Regions from separate parts of the Capra hircus genome. Here region 1 is linked to region 2. A link is a contact called in public Hi-C data. All regions are on one chromosome and are shown on one strand. The core of a region is the stretch at or near the end of the contact, and the rest is flanking DNA. Distances in the headings are between cores, read along the strand shown. Region 1 has its middle 18 kb from the start of TRNAE-UUC. Region 2 holds the start of ARRDC2 (arrestin domain-containing protein 2).

What was found. A called contact is a pair of places that touch in the nucleus more often than the background predicts.
Region 1: a Hi-C map of blood shows a contact between it and region 2, with 5 times the contacts expected there. The contact joins the enhancer-like site here to the promoter of ARRDC2 in region 2. A contact is called at or near these places in 3 of 5 Hi-C or Micro-C datasets (all in blood).

What each region holds. Positions count from the first base shown.
Region 1 is chr7:103,648,407-103,653,025 of ARS1.2, forward strand. No RefSeq gene overlaps it. Among named protein-coding and RNA genes, the nearest start is that of TRNAE-UUC, 18 kb to the left of the region's middle. Within about 2 kb of position 1,390, at least 2 of the 5 cell types and tissues checked have an H3K27ac peak or open chromatin away from gene starts, as enhancers often do.
Region 2 is chr7:103,613,142-103,617,622 of ARS1.2, forward strand. ARRDC2 (arrestin domain-containing protein 2) reads left to right here and starts at 1,394. Exons shown (of 8, transcript XM_018051412.1): 1 at 1,394-1,969. The coding sequence starts at 1,711. KCNN1 (small conductance calcium-activated potassium channel protein 1) reads left to right here. Exons shown (of 9, transcript XM_018051410.1): 9 at 1-67.

The sequences.
Region 1 (4,619 bases), core at 140-2,639, 35 kb after region 2:
GCTCCTCTGTTATGGGATTCCCCAGGCAAGAATACTGGAGTGGGTAGCCATTCCTTTCTCCAGGGGGATTTTCTCGACCCAGAGATCTAATCCAGGTCTCCCTCATTTACTGTCTGAGCCACCTGGGAAGCCCTATACAGGCCTCAGTTTCCCCATCTAAACGAATCACGGGGGAGGGGGAACCGGTGTGTCCAAGACTGTGGGTTGTGGGTTTTGATCTGCTGGGCTTTTGGGGGTTAGAGAGAGACTCTTAAGCTGTTTGAGTTTTCCAGGCAGCAAGTGAGGGCCCCAAGCTGCCTGGATCCTCACCCTGAGGCCATGGGGGTGGGGATGGGGGCAGCTTCAGGGAGATTAGATTGGACCTTGTCTCACGGAAATGTGGGCTTAAGACACTGGCCAGGCCCGGGCTGAGCCGGCTGAGGCAGGCCTGGTCTAGGGGATCTGGAGGAGGTTTTAGGTAAAGACAGAGGCCGTGAGAGATACAGAGAGACAGCGAGAGCCAGAGAAGTGAGGTTGAGAGAAATAGACAGGGAGAGACGAGACAAGAGAAAGGGAGGAGCTTCCCTTGTGGTCCAGTGGCCAAAACTCTGGGACCCTGATGCGGGGTGGGGGGACCGGGTTGGGTCCCTGGTCAGGGAACTAGATCCCACGCGGCAACTAAGAAAAAAGAAGGAGGAGGAGGAGGGCGAGAAACAGGAGAGCTGGGAAGACAGGGACAAAAAGAGAGGAAGGTGGGGAGTTAGGGAGACACAGGTGCCCCCACCTGGCCCCCTGGGCGGAACCAATCTCCCTGCGCTCTTGAACAAACCATGCTTTCATATTGAGGATGAGGTTATGGACAGCTTCCTAAGGTGTGTGCTTCCAGAGCCAGGCACCCTCTTCACCTCTCACAACACCCAAGGAGGTGTGTGTGTGTGTGTGTGTGTGTGTGTTAGTCACTCAGTTGTGTCCGACTCTTTGCAACCGCATGGGCTGTAGCCCAACAGGCTCCTCTGTTCTTGGATTTCCCAGGCAAGAGTACTAGAGTAGGGTAGCCATTCCTTTCTCCAGGGGATTTTTTTGCCCCAGGGATCGAACCAGAGTCTCTGGCACTGCAGGCAGATTCTCTACCGTCTCAACCACTAACTACCCTCATCCCACCGATGGAGAAACTGGCTGGAGAGCCCCAGGCTGCACAGCTAGCTGGAGGCAGAGCAGAACTCGGTCAAGACCTGTAAGACACCTTTCTGTCTGCTGTGTAACACTCCACCCCTCCAGGCTCCCACCCGAAAGCACACCCAGGCTGGTAAAGAAAGCCGCCCCGCCCCTCCTCCCTGGCCCGCCTGTCCCCCCTCCCCAGCCCTCCTGGCCCAGCTCGCCGGCCGCAGAATATTTTTCTTCTCTGCTCCTGGATGTTACGGTTTCATCCGGAACCGCCTTGCCTACAGGCGGTTCCCGCCCGCCAGGGTCAGCCCAGGGCAGGGACCGGAGCCAGAAGCAGCTTGAGGGAGGCGACCTCTGCCATCACCCCAACCCGGGGACCAGGCAGGTTCCCTCCTGCTCCCTCCGTATCGTGGTTTCCCCACCTGGAAAGTTGCGGGCTCCCACGCGTGGCCATGCGGGAGCGGCGCTCGATGTGGCCAAGGGGTGGGTGTCTGCGGGCGGGGTTTCCCGCGTGGCTGCCAAGGTTCCGAGCGCTCCGTTATTAAGCACTGAGGGGAGCTACCCCGTGTCTGCCAGGGGCCCTCCCAGTGCGGAGACAGGGTTGGACGGCTGATGCCCCAACAGGAATTGATGGGGGGTGGTGGGGAGGTCAACGCTGGCTGGAGGGAGAGGCTGCGCAGCAGCAGCAGCGAGGATGGGGAGAGACACCTCCAAGTGTGTATCTGTGCGCGCGCGTGTGTGGATCAGTCACGCCCAACACTTTGCAACCCCACGGACTGTAGACCCCTAGGGGCCTCTGTGCAGGGGATTCCCCAGGCAAGAATTCTGGTGAGGGTTGCCTTTTCCTTCTCCAGGGGATCCTCCTCACCTAGGGACCTAACCTGCTTCTCCAGCTTCTCCTTCATTGGCAGGTGGATTCTTTACCACTGAGCTACCTGGGAAGCCCGTGCCTGCAAGAGGGGGTGTCAAAGACAAGGAGAATTCTTAGATATAATTCGATAATAAAAAGAGAACCCAGTGAAAACTGGGCAAAAGACTTGAATGGACATTTCTCCAGAGAAGATGTAGAAACGGCAATAGGCACATGAAAAGATGCTCACCATCATTAGTCTTCGGGGAAATGCAAATCAAGCCCCCTGAGATACCACTTCACACTCACTAGGATGACCAGACTCAAAAAAAAAAAAAAACTTGGAAATAATAGATGTTGATGAGAATGTGGGGAAATAAGGAGCCCTCACATACTTCTGATGGCAATGAAAAATGTGCAGGCACTTTGGAAAACAATCTGGCAGTTTCTTAATCATTTAAACATAGAAGTACAATGTGATCAAATAATTCTGCTCCTAGGCATTTACCAAGAGAACTGAAAATAGGTTTTCACACCAACCCTTGTATGCATGTTCATAGTACCACTAGTCACAATTGCCAAAAGGTGGAAATAACCCAAGTGTCCATTAGTAGATGAATGGATAAACAAAATGCAGCCCAGCCATACAACGAAATATTACTCAGCCATAAAAAGAAATGAAGTGGGGAATTCCCTGGCAGTTGGTGAAGATTCCAAGCTCTCACTGCTGGCCTGGATTCAATCCCAGGTCTGGGAACTAAGATCTCGCGAATCTTGCAGTACAGGCAAAAAAAAAAAAAAGAAAGAAAGAAAGAAATGAAGTTCTGATATGCACTACAGCGTGGATGAAGCTCAAAAACACCAAGCTGAGTTTCTTTACCAAAGAACAGACACAAAGGCCACATATTATATGATCCCATTTATATGAAATGTCCAGGTAAATCCATAGAGACAGAAGGCAGATTAACGGTGGCCTGGGGCTGGGGGAGTGGGAATGAGGGTGACTAGTCATGGGGTTAGGGTTTTCTTTTGCGGGTGATGGGAATGCTCTGGAACTAGACAGTAATAATGGTTCCATAACATTGTGCATGCCACTGGATCTTTCACTTTAAAAGCATAAGAGGACTTCCCTGGTGGTATAGTGGATAGGAATCCTCGTGCCAGTGCAGGGGACACAGGTTCGATCCCTGGTCCGGGAAGATTCCACATGCCTCAGAGCAGCCATGCCTGGAAGCCACCATCGCCGAGCCCACCCTCTAGAGCCCTCAAGCCTCAAATGTCCTCATGGCGCAGCTACTGGAGCCTGTGCGTCTGGAGCCTGCGCTCTGCAACAAGAGAAGCCTCTGCAATGAGAAGCCCGTGTAGGGGAACAGAGGGTAGCCCCACGTGGCGCAACTAGAGAAAGCCTTCGCACAGCAACAAAGACCCAGTGCCGCTAAAAAAATCAAGCAATCAGTCAATAAAAGGGTGAGGGAATCCCCCGGGGTCCCGGGGTTGGGGCTGTGTGCTTCCACTGCAGAGGGCATGGGTTCGATCCCTGGTCCAGGAAGATTCCATATGCCGCGGGCAACAGCATCCTATGAGCTGCAACTACGGAAGCCCGTGTGCCTAGAGCCCATGCTGCAACGAGAGAAGCCACCACGATGAGAAGCCTGGGCACCACGACGAAGAGCAGCCCTGCGCACTGCAATAGAGAAAGCCCTTAATGAAAGGGTGAACAGTGCGGTATGTGGATACAGCCTTAAAAAAATTAAAGAGGAATGGGCAAAGAAGCACAGTTAGGGGAAGGGCATTTCATTTCAGGCCGAGGGCCTGGCATCTGCAGGGTGAGGGCAGGGTCTCATAACAGGCCAGGCCAGGGCTGGTCTGTGTCACCTCCTGCACCCTAGAGATCCCTGATATCCCAGCCCCATCCTGGCTCAAGGGAAGAGGCAGAGACAACATCTCTTTATGACCAAACTCCCCAGAGGCTGCTGGAGTGACAGAAGAAGCAGGTTACCTGGGGAGGTAAACTGAGGCAATCTGTCTCCCTGATGGAAACGTGCATCTTGACTCATGGGGGGATAAGTCTCTTTGTCTCTTGAGACCCTACACTTCTCCTGCTCCAGAACCTCCCCTCCAACCCCCCACAAACTTAAGAATAAAAACTCTTAGGTCCCCAGGCCGCTGGGGCTGTGACCTCTATCCCCACCCCCACCTATTCCCCACCGACCACATCTGCCACAGGGCCTTTGCTCCTGCTGTTCTGGCCTCTCTTCACCATTTGGCCCCAGCACCACCTCTTCCAGGAAGCCCTCCCTCACTTCTGTTCCTCGCATGTTCACTTGTCACTCGCCCAGGTTTATTGTAACTCTCTTTGTGATGATTAGATTAGCTTCTGTCCTCCCTACCCAACCAGGAGCCCCTCATGACTAGACCAGTTCTGACCTGTGCAGAACAGAAACTGGTATACAGTAGGAGCTCAAAACTGATTTCCTGAATCAAGGAAGGAAGGAAACTGTGAAACAGGGTCTACCACAGTCTTGATTCCTGGAACTGCTGCGAGCAGCTGAGGAATCAACACTCAGAGAAGCCCTAGAATGATGAGGACACAGCAAGTGCTCAGTTAACTCTGGGCCAGGGCTCT
Region 2 (4,481 bases), core at 144-2,643:
CCCAGGTGGGTGTGGGGCAGCCAGGAGAGGGGTCCTTGCCAGTTCCAAATAAAGCAGGACCAGCCCACTTGCTGCCTGTTGTGTGTGGCTGGTGGACACTCATATCGCAACATGGGAGGTGGACACCAGGGCCCTGGGGATTCCAGACCGGATGTGGGGGTCAAGGTGAGCCCGTCCCTGCCTAGCCTAGTGGTCTTCCAGGCCTGAACTCCACGCCTCCCTGAGGACATCTGCACAAGTCCCACTTGGTACCAAGAGAGGGACCTGCAGAGAGCAGGGGACGTAGGTCAGGACGTCCCTCCAGCTCGCTTTGCCAGAGCACCTTGTAGGGGTCAGGCTCCAGTGGGACTGTAGGTCACGGTCCAGAGGGGGAAGTGACATGAGTGAGGAGGGCCATTCTGTTTTTGATGAACATGGATTGAGCATCTGCTGTATACAGCCAATATAATGACAACTGTTCACCAGAACCTGACCAGGGTAGGATGGGGAGACACAGAGAAGTGAAACAATCTGCCTGGGGCCACAGAGTGAAGAGGGGTGAGCCAGGATTTAAATTCAGGGATCCATACGCCAAGGGGAAGAATGGACTCGGTGGAGGTCACTCCATGGGGAGGGGACTGCTGTGATCCTGGGCTTAGAGAGGCCTCTCTGGGGCAGAATGGAGGGGAAGGTCTCAGACAAGTAGAATCAGAAAGGTCCTTCCAGGCCTTGGGCTCAGAGTGCTGGAGTCAGGTGGGGAGGCAGGCTCTCGGCAGATGCTGGGCCCTGTGGAGAAGGAGGCTACTCTGGATCCAGCTGAGAGCCCAGGCTCTGGCAGCCTCTGATAAAGCCGTGGGCCACCTGCCTGGGGGTGATAGGTGGGACACAAGAACAAGAAGGCCCCGGGGAGTTGTCGGTGGGCTGAGGTCAGACATGGGTTCGAGTTCTGAGTCAGCCGCCGCTGGGTGCCTCTGGCCAGCGACTGCCGCTGTGGGGGGCCTCAGTTTCCTCTTCTGTGAGATCAGGTGCTGAAACCCTGCACAGTGCTCACCCTTGGGGACACCCAGTCTGATGGAGGAAGCACAACAGTGAACACAGCAGTCACAAACACAGCGGCCAGAGCCACAAAGAATTAAGTCCGGAGCACGTCTCCGAGGAGATGACATTTGGGCATGGAGACTTGGAGAAGGGCGGTCCTAGCAGCAACTGCCGTTGCAAAGGCCAAGAACGGGACCCAGCTTTGCGTGTTTGGGGAAAACCAGATGATGACAGGAAGGCCAGGGAGGAGGGTGGGGCCGCGCTGGGTCCAAAGGCGCCGGGTAGGGGACGAGTGAGCCCACTAGACAGATCCCGGGTGGTGGCCTCCGCTCCGCGCCAGCCACATCCGCCCCCGCCCGCCTCTGACTCAACAGCGCCTACCCTGCAAAAACAGGACCCGCCCCGCCCCGGGGGGTAGCAAAGTCAAACGCGCGGACACGCGGGCGGCACGTTCCGGAGGCCCGAGCGCGTCACGAGGGCGGACACGGAGGACCAGGAAGTCAGCCAACTGCGTGCCGGCCCGGGGCCGGCGGCATCCACACAAGATCGCAGAAGCAGGAGAAAGCTCGGGAGGGGCGTCTGGCGCGGCGAAGACCAGCCCTGAGCCCAGAGAGGTCGGCAGACGCTGCCCAGCAGCGCGCCGGGCGGAGCCGCGCCGGCACACCATCCCCGCCGTGAGCCCTGGGCCCAGCCATGCGCCGGGGGGGCGTGCGCAGCTTCGCGCTGGAGCTGGCGCGGGGCCCGGACGACGCGTACCGCGGCGGGGAGCGCCTGTGCGGCCGGGTGCTGCTGGAGGTGGCGGCGCCGCTGCGGGTGCTGGCGCTCGAGGTGGCGGCGCGCGGCGGGGCGGTCACGCACTGGCTCGAGGCCCGAAGCGTGGGTGTCAATGCCATCTCCAGCGACTACGTGGCCGCCGAGACGTACCTGCGATGGCGGCAGCTGCTGCTCCGAGGTGAGCCGCTCATCTCCCCCCACCCCCGAGCCAGGATCCCCGCCACCGACCCCTCTTCTCAGGTCTGGGCGCCCCTTTCCAAGCTCTTTAGAGGCCGTGTGGGCTGGCAACCCTTCTCAAGAGGGGGACTCTCTTACCCACTAGGACTCCCTTGACCTAGAGGATGTGCGGTGGAGACATCCCCTCAGCCACCCACCCCGCCCCGCCCCGCCCCATGTGGAGTCTGGAGGTGTTAGCAATCACTTGCACTCCCGATAATGCAGTGAGGAATCAAAGGAGTCGGGACGAAGTTTTGGGTGAAGTGGAAAAGTATAGTTTTACTGCTTTGCCAGGCAAAGGAGAAACACCTGGCTCTGCCTTGAAAAACGATGTCTCTACCCCAGAAAACTAGATGAGGGGTTTTATAATAGTGGCTCAACACTGGGGGTCTTTGATAACATTAAGGTGTGAGCAGGGCTTGCATGCCCTTAATCTCGTCTCAGGTGGTCGGTCTTCTAATCTTTGTGAGCGTCTCTGTTCCCTGTAATCTTGTCTCAGGGGGTTTCTTGGCTCCTCCCTTGATTAGCAACTGTTCAAACCCACCCTATGAAACTCAGGAAAGGTTATGGGGGCTGGAGTCAAGAAATGGGGTCAGAAAGGCCTCTGTGCCTGGGAGCCCCACAGGACCCCCTTGGTTTCAGGGGACCCCTTGGTGGAGCTAGGAGATCCTCCTCTCTAAACTCCAGGGTGTCTCATTAGCCCCAGGCCTGGGGGCTCTGATTCCCAAAGAAGGCCCGTGTCTCACCCCTGGCCAGCGCCCTTTACCAGTGTTTACATGAAGGGCTGTTTGCTGGATTGGGGATTTTGGTGGTGTTTGCAGGTAAGGCGGTAGGAATGCATCCCAAGCAGGACAAAGACCTGGGGTAGGGTCAGATCAGATCAGGAGTCTTGGACATGTCCCCGCTTGCTCTGAGCCTCGGTGCTCCTCCCTTAGGCCATACAGCCAGTTGAGAGCAGAAGTAGGGGAGGGCAGGGACAGAAAGAGTAAGTCTGTGCTCTAGCACCTGCTGTGTGGCTGAAGAGGATGTTGGCCTTTCTGGGCTGCCCTGGCCACTTCTTCAGGGAAGGCAGACCTCACTATACCCATCTGCAAGATGGGTAGAAACAGGATGCGGCTCAAATCTGGCTCCCTGCCCACAGCACCCTTACTTCCGGCCCTGCACAGACTAGATGCTTTGCCTACAGACTTACTACTTTGTCCAAACAGCCGCCAGGTGTGGGAGGCTCTGGCCTGATGCGCTGTGGAAACCAAAGCATAGCTGGCATGGAATGAGGCAAGAAGGGGCCCTGTAGGCACTTCCCTTTCCTTGAGAATCAGGGAAATCAGAGCTGGTCTCACCCTCCAGCCCTCCTGCTCCCACTCACTGGTAGCTTCCTTAAGGTATTGGCGGAGTGAAGCAGAGTTGCTGCGTGACTTCTGGTGAGTCCCTGCTCCTCTCTGGGTCTCTGGGGGAACCCATCTGCGAAATGGACTGAGGACACTGGCTCAGAATGAACCTTCCCAGGATTACCCTGGTGGTCCAGTGGTTAAAACTCTTGAGCTTCCACCACAGGGGGCGTGGGTTCAATACCTGGTACCTGGTCACAAAAGATCCCACAAGTCTTGTGTGACCAAAAAGAAAGTATGAGCCATCCCATCCCCCCAAGGTCACTCTATTCCCTGCCTCCTCCTGGGCCTGTGGCCTCCTGTCTTCTTTCTAGACTTCACTTGGCCCTGGGAGAAGGTCCTAGTGCCTTATTTCAGCCCCAGAGCCCTCCACCAGGCTGATCACTGAGTGGACAGCCTCTACCGCTCTCCACCAGTTTGCCCTGACCTCTATCACTGACTGGTTGTGTTGGTTATGGCCGCCTCCCACTGGGGGTGTCTTGGCCTCAGCTGGGGTTCCAGCCGGGCTGAGCCAGACTCAGAAGGGATGGCCAAGGTAGGGGATGTTAGGACTTCCTAAAGGAAATCAGCCCTGGACTGATGCTGAAGCTCCGATACTCTGGCCACTTGATGGGAAAAGCCAACTCACTGGAAAAGACCCTGATGCTGGGAAAGGTTGAGGGCAGGAGGAAAAGGGGGCAACAGAGGATGAGATGGTTTCATGACATGAGTTTGAGCAAACTCTGGGAAATAGTGAAGGACAGGGAAGCCTGGTGTCCTGCAGTTCATGGGGTGGCAAAAAGTTGGATACGACTTAGGGACTGAACAAGGTAGGGAGTGGGTTCAAGCAGCAATGTATGACGCTGCCACCAGAGGGCGCAGGCGCTTCGCAGATCGCGTACTGGCAGCTTCCGACTTGGTGGTTAAAGATCCCAAAAGCACACCGCAGCCCTGAACCCGGGGACTCCATGAGTTTCCCCGGTACTTGGTTCTGTCTGTGAGGGGAAGAGCTGGGTCAAAAGAGCAAACAAGTTTGCGGAGACGGGGAGGGTGGGGAATGGGGGTGGAGAGGGCAGGTGCTGAAAGTTTGGAAAGGAACGTGGAGCA